Linked DNA regions of Pan troglodytes: region 1 is linked to region 2. Evidence: chromatin contacts called from public Hi-C data. All regions are on one chromosome and are shown on one strand. Each heading gives the region's core, a stretch centred on a gene start, on an enhancer-like site or on the middle of the called end of the contact. The rest is flanking DNA. Distances are from core to core; before and after follow the strand shown. Region 1 has its middle 29 kb from the start of HELB. Region 2 overlaps GRIP1 (glutamate receptor interacting protein 1).

Evidence for each region. Hi-C and Micro-C count contacts between places; a contact is called where the count stands out from the background.
Region 1: a contact with region 2 is called in a Hi-C map of induced pluripotent stem cells, with 1.5 times the contacts expected there. The contact joins two enhancer-like sites. A contact is called at or near these places in 2 of 7 Hi-C or Micro-C datasets (blood and induced pluripotent stem cells).

What each region holds. Positions count from the first base shown.
Region 1 is chr10:29,760,859-29,766,603 of NHGRI_mPanTro3-v2.0_pri, reverse strand. It overlaps the pseudogene LOC100614744. Among named protein-coding and RNA genes, the nearest start is that of HELB, 29 kb to the right of the region's middle. Within about 2 kb of position 2,688, at least 1 of the 24 cell types and tissues checked has an H3K27ac peak or open chromatin away from gene starts, as enhancers often do. A contact at or near this core is called in induced pluripotent stem cells, where this site is marked.
Region 2 is chr10:29,629,324-29,635,865 of NHGRI_mPanTro3-v2.0_pri, reverse strand. GRIP1 (glutamate receptor interacting protein 1) reads right to left here. Exons shown (of 23, transcript XM_054664159.2): 15 at 5,018-5,163. Among named protein-coding and RNA genes, the nearest start is that of HELB, 100 kb to the left of the region's middle. Within about 2 kb of position 2,710, at least 1 of the 24 cell types and tissues checked has an H3K27ac peak or open chromatin away from gene starts, as enhancers often do. A contact at or near this core is called in induced pluripotent stem cells, where this site is marked.

The sequences.
Region 1 (5,745 bases), core at 1,439-3,938, 130 kb before region 2:
ACACTAAGCTATATTTCCTGTCAAACTTTTAAGACACAGAGATATCAACAAATGATGAACTACCATGAGGTAAGTGTATGGACAGAACATGCAACAGGTGCCATTGGAGCACAGGGAGGAATTACGTAAAGATGGTTTCCTGGCAGAGTGTGTTGCAAGGGATATTTCCTGTAAGCTTTGGGCAAACATAACAGAAGCCTCCCTTTCTAATGACTGTGTATAGGCTTGAGCCATTTCTCCAGAGTATGTCAGGGAAACTCCATCTACATTAAGTAAACCCGGTGTGTGTGAGCATACTGCATAGAGATTTTGGTATTAGAGATACTCTTACTACTTTGGCACAACCTCAACATTCAGTAAAGTGGAGGAGGGCCTTGCTTCTTCACCGTGGTTTTATTTTATTTTATTATTATTTTTTGAGATGGAGTTTCACTCTGTCACCCAGGCTGGAATGTGGTGGCTTGATCTCGGCTCAGTGCAATCTCCACCTCCCAGGTTCAAGGGATTCTCCTGCCTCAGCCTCCCAAGTAGCTGGGATTACAGGTGCCTGCCACCACACCCAGCTAATTTTTGTATTTTTAGTAGAGATGGGATTTCACTATGTTGGCCAGGCTGGTCTCGAAATCCTGACCTCAGGTGATCTGCCCACCTCGGCCTCCCAGAGTGCTGGGATTACAGGTGTGAACCACCACGCCTGGCCATCACCTTGGTTTTCTGCCCATATCTGTGCCAATTCTGGAAAGAATTCTTGGAACAATCATGATCTGCATGAGTTCTATGATGAATCCCTAAAGCATGGGTTTCCCACATAGTTGGAAGCCATTTCTGTGTCCTCTATCTGGAATGCTCCACCTGCCCACAATGCACTGAACTCTTCCTCTTTTCTGGACATTAACAGAAAGGTGACTTCAGGCTTGGGCTGTATCCTTTCCTCTGAGAAAACCTTCTTTGACCTCTCAGATGAGGTTAAAGCTCTGTTTTAGGTGCTCTGTTAGCTCTAGACACTTCCCCTTTGTAGCATTTATCACTGTTGCACTTTGCATTGGGTTTCTGGTCATTATTGAATATCCGTGTCCCAGACTCAGCTAAAAGCCCCAAGAGAGCTCCAGGTGTGTCTCTGCTCACCTGTACCTAGCAGAATGTCAGGCATGAAATAAGCATTCAATAAAGATTTGTTGAATAAATAAACTCAGATATGATATGAATGTGCTAAAGGACGAATAAATAACTATTTAAGCTGCCACACCGATGGGTTGTTCTGGCAAAAGAAAGAACAAATGTATGCCAGCCTTTCTTCCCAGTGAGACTTATGGGAAAGGTGAGCAGAGGTCCTCTGACTTTGAGTTCTGCTTAGAGAAAAAACTCTATCTTCAGTTTCTATTAAATCTTTTTTTTTTTTTAATTTCGAAATGGAGTTTTGCTCTTGTTGCCCAGGTAGGAGTGCAATGGCATGATCTCAGCTCACTGCAACTTCTGCCTCCTGGGTTCAAGCGATTCTCCTGCCTCAGCCTTCTGAGTAGCTGGGATTACAGGCGTGCATCACAAGGCCCGGCTAATTTTTTTTGTATTTTTAGTAGAGGCAGCGTTTCACCATGTTGGCCAGGCTGGTCTTGAACTCCTGACCTCAGGTGATCCACCTGCCTTGGCCTCCCAAAGTGCTGAGGTTACAAACATGAGCCACTGTGCTCAGCCAGTTTTTATTAAATCTTTCAAGGCAGAGCTCTAGGGTCTAGAGTCTATGTTTTGTTTGTTTGTTTGTTTGTTTGTTTGTTTGTTTAGACAGAGTCTCACTCCTATCGCAAAGGCTGGAGTGCAGTGGCATAGTTTTGGCTCACTGCAGCCTTGACCTCCCAGGCTCAGGTGATCCTCCCACCTCAGCCTCCCAAGTAGCTGGGATAACAGGTGCACGCCACCATGCCTGGCTAATTTTCTGTATTTTTAGTAGAGACAGGGTTTTTCCATGTTTCCCAGGTTGGTCATGAACTCCTGAGCTCAAGTGATCCACCTGCCTCGGACTCCCAAGGTTCTAGGATTACAGGTGTGGGTCATTGCGCCTGGCCCAGGGTTCTGTATTTAGGAAAGTTTTGGAATGGAAAGAGAGGGTCCTGGATTATGCTGGATAGATGGGATTGAGCAAAGGGTAGCCAAAATGTTCTACATAATAAAGAAACAGGAATGTTAGCTATTTTCCTTTGCAGCCCAAGAAACTTGTGATTTGTAATTCTAGATGCAGGGAAGAGACTAGATGTGAAAACAGACTCTGTGGGAAGGAATGGGCCTCTAGAATATATCACCAAGTCAGAGATCTAATGCTATTACTCATTTTCCTTCGTCTACTACTACTGGCATCATTTACTACATCAATAGCTATTCTGTGTTCAAATACATTATTTATGTGATCCTCAGAGGAATCCCAGAAGCAAATTTAGGATTATCACCATTTTACAAAGGAGGAAACGAAGACTAATCAGTTAAGTAACTCATTCAAGGAGGCACATCCAGTAAGGGGCTACTCATATGCTATCCTGCATTGAGGAAGGAAAAGGCATTTTAATGGTAGTGTTTGTTCCCTGATGGTAATTTAAATAGTTTCTTGTTTTGAGTTTCTTTGACCCATTATCCCCAACTCTTCGAAAAAGGCTTAGGTACCACCAGATGGAGCAGGTTTACATTATCAGTGCTTTGGGAAAGAGGGAGAGCTGTGCCTTAGCTTAGGGTAAAGAGAAAGGACAGCAGAGACAAGAAACAAGACAGCTGTGGGGTTGGAGAATTGAGCACAGTAGGAGGTGATGAACACTAAAGACAAAGCTTCCCCCCTCCCTGTACCCTGATAAACATTGTAGAGATACTAGACTTTCTGCAATTATATGAGAGGGAGGACTGAGTTATTTTATTTGGATCTTACCAGATAGGTCAATCCCCGAAGGCCCGAGGATTTGGGAACACCTATTTCTCCTGTTGTCTCAGAGGTAGATGCATGCCCATTGGTGCTTGACTGCCAGCCCTAATCTGGTCTCTCTTTGGTCTCTGCTGAAAAGACTCTACACCTGGACCCACCAAAGACAGTTCTTCCTTGTCCCCATTTTGCTGCCTTTCTGTCAGTGTCCAAATTCACCTGTACTTGATTTTTCTAACATTCCTCCATGCTACTGAGCCTTTCTTTGTGCCACACTGACCAGGGAGGTTCACCTCCTGCCCAGAAAATGGGCATTTTCTCAGATAACTTTTTACATTTTTAGATCATGTCAAAAGCCTATAATGTTCTGGGCAAAAAGGAAGGTGGTTTACTAACAATTATAGGTTCAGCCTACTATACAGACATAATAGGTTCCTGTTTAACGGGAGAAGAAACTGAGGCTTTCAGAGGTTGCCTGCCTTGCCCAGTTCATGCCACTGGTAAATAGTAGACAAGTAATGACAAAATAAAATCATTAACCCATTCCTTTAGATTTGTTTTAAATTTAAATTTGTTTAAAATCAATATTTTTTGGTATACTTTTATAAATGTTTTCTTGTGAAATAAACATACATACAGAAGCTGCAAGAAGCTTGAAGGTACAGCTTAAATTATCACACACAAAAAACCACCCATGTAACTACCATTCAGACCCCAAAATAGCATGTTGTTAACATTTCAGAAGTCTCACAAGTCCCTTTCTAATCAAAATCTCCAGATTCACCCCAAAGGAAAACATTACATGACTCTTATTATAACCAATTTCTTTTTTCAAAAAAACCTCAATTTTTAGCAGCTTTATTGAGATACAATTCACACACTGGACAATTCACTAAAGTTTACAATTCAATGCTTTCTAGTATACTCACAGAGTTGTACAACCACCACTATAATCCATTTTTGTTTTTGTTTTTGTTTGTTTGTTTATTTTGAGATAGAGTCTTACTCTGTCACCCATGCTGGAGTACAGTGGCACAGTATTGGCTCACTGCAGCCTCTGCATGCCGCCAAGCAATTCTCCTGCCTCAGCCTCCAGAGCAGCTGGGATTACAGGTGCCTGCCACCACACCCAGCTACTTTTTGTATTTTTAGTAGAGATAGGGTTTCACCATGTTGGCCAGGCCGGTCTCGAACTCCTGACCTCAAGTGATCAGCCTGCCTCGGCCTTCCAAAGTGTTGGGATTACAGGCGTGAGCCACTGTGCCTAGCCATCAATTTTTATTTTTATTTTATTTGTATTACCCCATACCCACTCCTCAGCCCTAGCCAACTACTAACCTACTACCTGTCTCTACAGATTTGCCTATTCTGGATGTTTCAAATAAATGTTTAATACAATATGTGGTCTTTTGTGATTGTCTTCTTTCACATAATATGTTTTCAAAGTTCATCCATGTTGTAGCATGTATCAATACTTCATTCCTTTTTATTGCTGAATAATATTCCATTGTATGGATATAACACTTTATCTACTTATCAGTTGATGGGTATTTGGGGTGTTTGCAGGGACTTCAACATTGCATAGCTTGTTTGTGAAAGATTTTGGCTATTATGAATAATACTGCTATGAACATTCATGTACAGATTTTTGTATGGATATGTTTTCAGTTATCTTGGGTATATAACTCAGAGTGGAATTGCTGAGTCATACGGTAACCCTAAATTTAACATTTTGAGAAATTGCTTAACTATTTTCAAAGCAGTTGCACCCTTTTGCAACCCCATCAGCAACGTATGAGGGTTCCAATTTCTCTACATCCTTGCCAATATTTGTTATTTTCTGGTTTTTTTTTTAAGTATAGTCAACTTTTGGGTGTGAAATGGTATCTCGTAGTTTTGATTTACATTTCCCTGATGAATGACACTGAACATCTTTTTATATGACTGTTGTTCATTTGTATGTCATCTTTGGAAAAATGCCTATTCAAATCCTTTGCCATTTAAAAATTGAGTTGTTTATCTTTTTATTGTTTAGTTGTAACAGTTTTTTATATATTCTGAATACTAGTCTCTTATCTGATACATAATTTACAAAATATATTTCTGAGTTGTCTTCATTTTCTTTCTTTTCTTTTTGTGCCATACCAATAACTGGCTTTAATTTTTTTAAAAAAGGAAATGTTATAATTTTTAAGAAGAGTTCCAAAAAATTTAACAGCATTTCCAGCAATGATTATTTCTGAAATAAAAAGATATGAAACATAATTTATACAAAACTAAAACCCAAAAGCATTCCTTCTTGCTTTTTCCTTTTTAAAGAAATCCAGACCATTTGTCACAAGAAAGTTTGGCAAGTTACAGCAGCTGCAGCCTCAGTCACCCTCAGAATTGCTGTCCTTCCTCCTGGGGACAGAGCACGTCACTGAGGACAGCAACATGTCTTCAATCGGTTTCTTAGGGTTTGCCTCCAGGTCTATCTTAGTTGCTCTAGATTCAGTTTCCACTCCAACTCATCTCTCGACAGGTTCATGCCGCCAAACACCAGAGGACTGATAAACTGAGCCTTGATATCTCCTTCCAGGTAAACAAATATCATGGGCAGATTCCTAACAGGTTAATTGGGTATGCAGGTTGTTGAAATGGCTTTGATAAATTTGACACCAGGGAACTTCCTGGCAAGTCCACCAAGGTGCTGATTTATCAGGGCACAGAGGGGAAATTCCTTGTTTTTAAAGGTGCAAGATTACCCGCAAACTCTCACCAGCTTTGGTAACTTCTTGAACATAATCCTTTCCTGAGATCTCCAAAACTTCTCCAGATTTATTCTTCAGTTTAGTTGCTTTCCACTC
Region 2 (6,542 bases), core at 1,461-3,960:
CAAACTTATTGGTGAGTTCTTAAATATATTACCTCCTTTAGGCCAGGTGCGTTGGCTCACACCTGTAAATCCCAGCACTTTGGGAGGCCAAGGCAGGCAGCTCACCTGAGGTCAGGAGTTTGAGACTAGCCTGCCCAACATGGCAAAACCCCATCTCTACTAAAAATACAAAAAATTAGCCAGGCATGGTGGTGGGCACCTGTAATCCCAGCTACTTGGGAGGCTGAGGCAGAAGAATCAGTTGAACGTGGAAGGCGGAGGTTGCAGTGAGCCGAGATTGTGCCATTGCACTCCAGCCTGGGCGACAAGAGCAAAATTCCATCTCAAAGAAAAAAATATGTATGTGTATACACACACACACACACACACACACACACACACACACACACACACACACACATCTCCTCCTTTAATCCTTAAAACAGCCATGTAAAGTAAGCATTAAATGGACATTTACAGATGAGGAAACTGATGCTCAGAGAAGTTAATTTGCCTAAATTTCCCAGATTGTCAGTTGTGAAGCCAGTCTGGCATTCTTAGTCTTTCATTCTACTGTTTCCCCCAGCTTGGGCTAGAAACAGAGTTAATTCAGACTCTCCTGAATGGCTCATTCAGCGCTTTCATCAAGTGATTAAAATCAATGGTCACTAACCAAGTCCAGTGGGCCTCATTCCTGTTTTAAGTCCTTTAATGGCCCCCCATTGGTTTCTGGGATAAAATTCAAATTTCTTAACATGATTTACAAGGCCCATAATGACTTGGCTCCAGTATACCTTTCTAGCTTACCTACTACCAAGTCCTTGCACACATTATGCTTGAGCCATATCTGCCTACTAGAGTGTGCCATGCTCTCCCTAACTTTCTGCACCACTTCACAAATCCCTTCGAGACCAAGGTTGTTAGAATCTTTTCCTTGAGGTCCTCAGGCTGAAATGGACGCCTTCACATTCTCTTACCATTGTGGAATATTTTGTGCATATCCTTATGACATTCATCATATTGTTAATTATTGATTTTCTTGTTTCTCCTATTTGGTGGTAACTGATTTAAGGGCAGGATTGTGTCCCTTTTATCTAAGAACTGGTAGTCCATAGCACATTGCCTGATACTTCATAGACAATAAACGAATGCTGATGGCATGACTGAAAATCGAGCACTTTAGCAGCATTTGGGAATAGTTCTACCATCTCCTTGGGTAAGGACACAGCAGGGTAGCGAGACTTGGGAAGCTGGAAGAAATGCTTACATTTTGAAGTAGTATCTGTTAAACCCCAATTGCAGTACAAGCTAGCTTAGGAAACCAAGTTACATCAAGTATAGTTATAAACTTCCTGTGACCAGAGAGAGAATCATCACTGAAGGATGGAGAGCAGCCAGCAGTTAAAGGACTGGAAAACTCCTGCAGTGCAGAGGGCCCACATTAGTATGAGCAATATTTCTGGGGGTGGAGAATATACGCTGAATATTACCATTCAAAAATATTGAGACGAAGCATGACAACTATTTAATGTGATAGTTCTAATTACCAGCATAATTTCAGATTAAGCATTATATCAAACTTTCAAAATCAGTGACTGTCCAAAGGGTAAATGCTTATTTTCCACTCAGTCATACCTTGATCAAGGATCAGAACGAATGCAGAGAAAGGGATTTCAGGAGGTAATTAGAATACAAATAGTCCCCACTTATTGAGTGGAGTATGGACTGTGCCAGTATTTCCTTCAGTAAGCTACAATAGCTCCCTGAGGTGGGTATTACTATGTAGACATTACTGAAAATGGGACCAAATCTCAGACAAGTTTAGCAAGTTGCCCAAACTCTCACAGCTCAAATGTGGTAGAGCTGAACTTTAAACTGAGGTCTGATTTTTTTTAAAATTTATTTCAATAGCTTTAAGGGTACCAGTGATTTTTCATTACCTGGATGAATTGTGTAGTGGTGGAGCCTGAGATTTTGGTGCACCCATCACCCAAGCGGTGTACACGGTACCCAATATGTAGTTGTTGTCCCTCATCCCCCGTCTACCCTCTCTTCTTCTGAGTTCTTATGTCATGTCTGATTTTAAAACATTTGCTCTTTGTGAAGATTTAGTTTGCCTTTAAATAATCTGTGGTCAGGCTTTACATTTTGAATAATGTTTTTTTTTCCTCCCTTACTTTGCTCTGAATAAAAATGAATTCAGATACTCAAATTATATTTATGATGTTATGAGGGAAGAGGATACTAGGATCATATAAATTCTTCCAAATCAATAACTGAATAATTTTCAAAGAGTGATCTTTTATAAAACCATGTCTGAATGAGTATATATTTCTGTATATCAATATGAGAAAATCTGGTTTGGGTAAGCATGTCTCTCATGCCAATATTTATAGTCTTATTTTGGGTGGTTGTATGTTTTTCAATGGAAGGTTTAGGATTTTAAAAACAGAGCCTCTTAAAATTAAAACATATTTAATAAGCACAATAACCATCATAATAGTATACATAGGGATTGTAGGGGAAGGGTATAAAGGGGGAAAATGAGGCAAAGGAAATCAGTAACTGAAAATAAGATCTAGCTCTCCAAGTGCTCAGTTGTTTCAGAAACTCCTGCCAACTGGTAGACACAGCCTGGCTTTGAAACTGGATGCATTGCCAGCTGTGCACACTATACATATTCATCTCTGGCTTGGCTTTTTCACTTTGCAAGGAAGGTAGCTGACATCTGCTGAGCAGGGCAAATCATGCAAAACAGGTTTCTCCACAGGGCTTTGCCTCTTCACTAGGACAGAACCCAGGCTGACGCTAAAAGCTTCCTCTCTATTTTGAAATCAATCCCCAAAAGAAAGTGCAACTGAAGCAGGCTTGTAAGGAGAGAAATGCAAATGTTGGCACAGAAAATCAGTTGCTTAAGAAATAATGAGTGCAAACCTGTGCATATTTTTAAACATTGGTTATAAAATATATTTGGATATAATCATTATTATCAATTGTACTGAAGGATGCAACTATAGATTTTTTTTTACTTGGAAAAGGAATCATAAACACATAGCCTGACATAACCGTGAACTCTAGATCTAGATGACCTGATTAACGAAATCCCAGAACATTGCCACAACTTCATTATTGGTTGCAATGAAATTATATACAGTAGACGTTCTCTTAACCAATCTCCACTTAACCAATTTACTGAATTAATTGTGGCTGTTCGTCTTCCACCATAAAATGTACAGACCAATGCCATGGCATGCTCCAGAGCAATAGGTTTCTTTAGGTTGCCCCTCTGAGCTTCTGCTCCTGCTCCTGCTTGAGTTGTAAACTTCAAAATCTAGAGGCAATTATATTTATTCCTAAACCTGTTTATGCCAGCTGTACTTGTTATTTTAACTATGTAATTTAATTAATCTTATATAACCTATGAAATATGAATGTAGTTGTTCTGTGAAAACAAAATCCAATGGTTTGGAAAGATTCAATAAGGGTTCGTTAGGCAAAAATCTATGGCCAGGCGCAGTGGCTCACACCTGTAATCCCAGCACTTTGGGAGGCCGAGGTGGGCAGATCACTTGAGGTCAGGAGTTTGAGACCAGCCTGGCCAACATGGCAAAACTCCATCTCTACTAAAAATACAACAATGAGCCAGGAAAGGTGACACACACCAGTAGTTCCAGCTACTCAGGAGGCTGAGGCACAAGAATTGCTTGAACCTGGGAGGTGGAGGTTGCAGTGAGCAGAGTTGGCGCCACTGCACTCCATGGCACACTCCAGCCTGGGTGTGCCACACAAAACAAAAAACAAACAAACAAAAAATCTACTGTTAATTACCTAATGGAAAAACTCTACAACATTGGGGAAAACCAAAATCTAGGTGGAGGAAGAATTCAGATTGCTATAAATTCTTTAAAGTCTCACTGCATTAAAAACCAAACCAAACCAAAATAAAACTGGAAATCATAAAATATATATTGTGGATACGGTTTAGGCAAACAAACAAAAAGACTTGTAAGTATAATCAGCAGAACCATATTAATAGGAAAGGCCTTGACTTTACCCACAAGATTGGCAAAATTGTAAATTAAACGTTTACTTTATGGATCCATATCACATTCTGTAATTCCCCGCATTAGCTGACTCTTTTGGTGAATGGACACTTTTCAATTGGCTCTATATTCTTATCATAATCAGATAAGATGTCTCTTATTTCAGGGCTACCCAAAGTGTGCTCCTTGCACCACAGCTGTGGCAGCATCTGGGTGTTTATTAGGAATCCAGAATCTCAGGTCCCACCTGGGGTGGTGCCAGGATCTGTGTTTTAACAAGCTCTTCAGATATGATTCTATGCCCTCCTAAGTTTGATTGGAGGGCCTAAAAAATGTGTATAGCCCTTTTGAAAAGCAACATGGGGCATGACTGACTCATCAGGAATCATAGACATTTCCTTTGTATTCTTACTCAGCCATCCTGCTTCTAGGAATATTTTCTTATTTCAAAAGAAAAAAAAAGCTGGATAAAGATATCTATGCATAAAGATGTCTATAAGAGTACTATTTACAATAATGAAACAATTGGAAGCAATATAGTGATTTAAGAAGAGAAGAAAGGTAAATCACAGGCAGTCAATAAAAATGATAGATATTAAGAGTTTATAAAACGATCAAATGTTTACAATGTAAAATTAGGTAAAAAAATGCAACATTCACTTGGTTATAGTTATGCCATATGAATACCAATAAAAACTAGAAAACTACCAGTTTCACTGTATTAGATGATGATTTAGATTTCATCTTTAAAAATTATTTTCATGCAATTATAATATGTTTTCTATAATGAAAATATCTTAATGATATCATTTACAAGCACCATTATTTAAAATTTGTACTACACTCTCAGCACAAAATTTAAAGACTCTTTTAGCTGTGAAACACTGCTGCCACATCACTAGCCAGCTGTTGTATGTAAAACATCAAGATCTAATATCTTTGGTGACAGATGGGCAGTTCGAAAAATCAGTTTTAACTAAGGATGCTCTCAATACCTGAATTATCTTCATCTTTGCGGATTTTGAGCTTCACCAGGTCTTCACATTGCTGGAGGATCTGAACTGCATCTTCCATGGAACAGTTGTCCAGCCGGATATTATCTATTGCGAGCAATTTATCCCCAAGTTCCAGGGTCCCAGTTCTGTTAGTGAATGCAAAGTAACACATGACTAATGATGAGCACTTAACTAGGCCATTTAAAGAGGCATTAAGCATAATGCAGCATTATGGTAGTCTTTAGAGGAAAAGAGGTTCAATTGTTTTTAAATTGTACTTCATTGACAACTCCCTCCCTTCTTCTAGTCTTATTTGGGTTGCCTGCCATGATATTAAATTGCAGAGTATTAAAAACATTTTTTCTTATACTTTTTTCAATTAAACAAGAACATATGTGTCACTCAGGAAGCATACAATTCCTAGGAAGGGAGGTAATGGGCGAGGGTCTGCATAGACCCAGGTATCCTTGTCTTTCTCCATATTGTTGTATTACTTTTGATCCTTGGTAGTCCAGATACTAGGAGAGCATTAAGAGAATGAGAGAAGGCAAGGTGTAATAGAGTTAGTGGAAGCCTAAGGCTTGAACCTCTGCTACTTCCACTTGCATCTGGAAACTCACTATGGCCAGAGTAGCATGAAAATTTATAGATGAATCCATAGCTTCTTATTTGGAAAGTGGCCACTGAGACTCTAAAACTGGCTGTGGACCAGGGTAGGTCTGTTGAAAAAAATTTTAAGGTCCATAATGAAACAAACAAAAAAATAATGTGAATGTAGTATGTATATGTTTCTATGTGTGTATATGTATATATACACAGATTTGTAAGAACAGCCTTTTATGCATTATATCTGTGCCAGAGACTGCTAATTGTCTCCCAGCATCCATTCTCCCTTCCCTTCTTTTAAGTTACCCTCTAAAAATGCATGCCCCAGACTCTCTGGGGACCCTCCCCACCTCCTGCCTGTAGCTAGAAAATGGTAACAGGAGGGAGGCGGAGCAAGGTGGCTGAATAGAAGCCTCCACTGATCATCCTCCTTGCAGGAACACCAAATTTAACAACTATCCATACAGAAAAGCACCTTTATAAGAACCAAAAATCAGGTGAGCAATCACAGTACCTGGTTTTAACTTCATATCATTGAAAGAGGCACTGAAGAGGGTAGGAAAGAAAGTCTTGAACTGATGATGCCGGCCCCTCCCCCATTCCTTCTGCAGCAGCCACATGGCATGGAGAGAAAAATTGTGCACTTGTGGGAGGGAGAACACAGTGAGGGAGAAACTGCATTGAAACTCAGTGCTACCCTGTCACAGCGGAAAGCAACACTGGGCAGAAGTCAGCTGATATCCACGGAGGGAACATTTAGATCAGCCCTAGGCAGAGGGGAATCACCCATTCCAGTGGTCAGAACTTGAGTTCCAACACGCCTCACTGTTGCATGCTAAAGTGTTCTTGGGTACTAAATAAACTCAAGACAGTTTAAAGCCACAAAGACTGCAATTCCTGGACAAGCCCTGATGCTGTG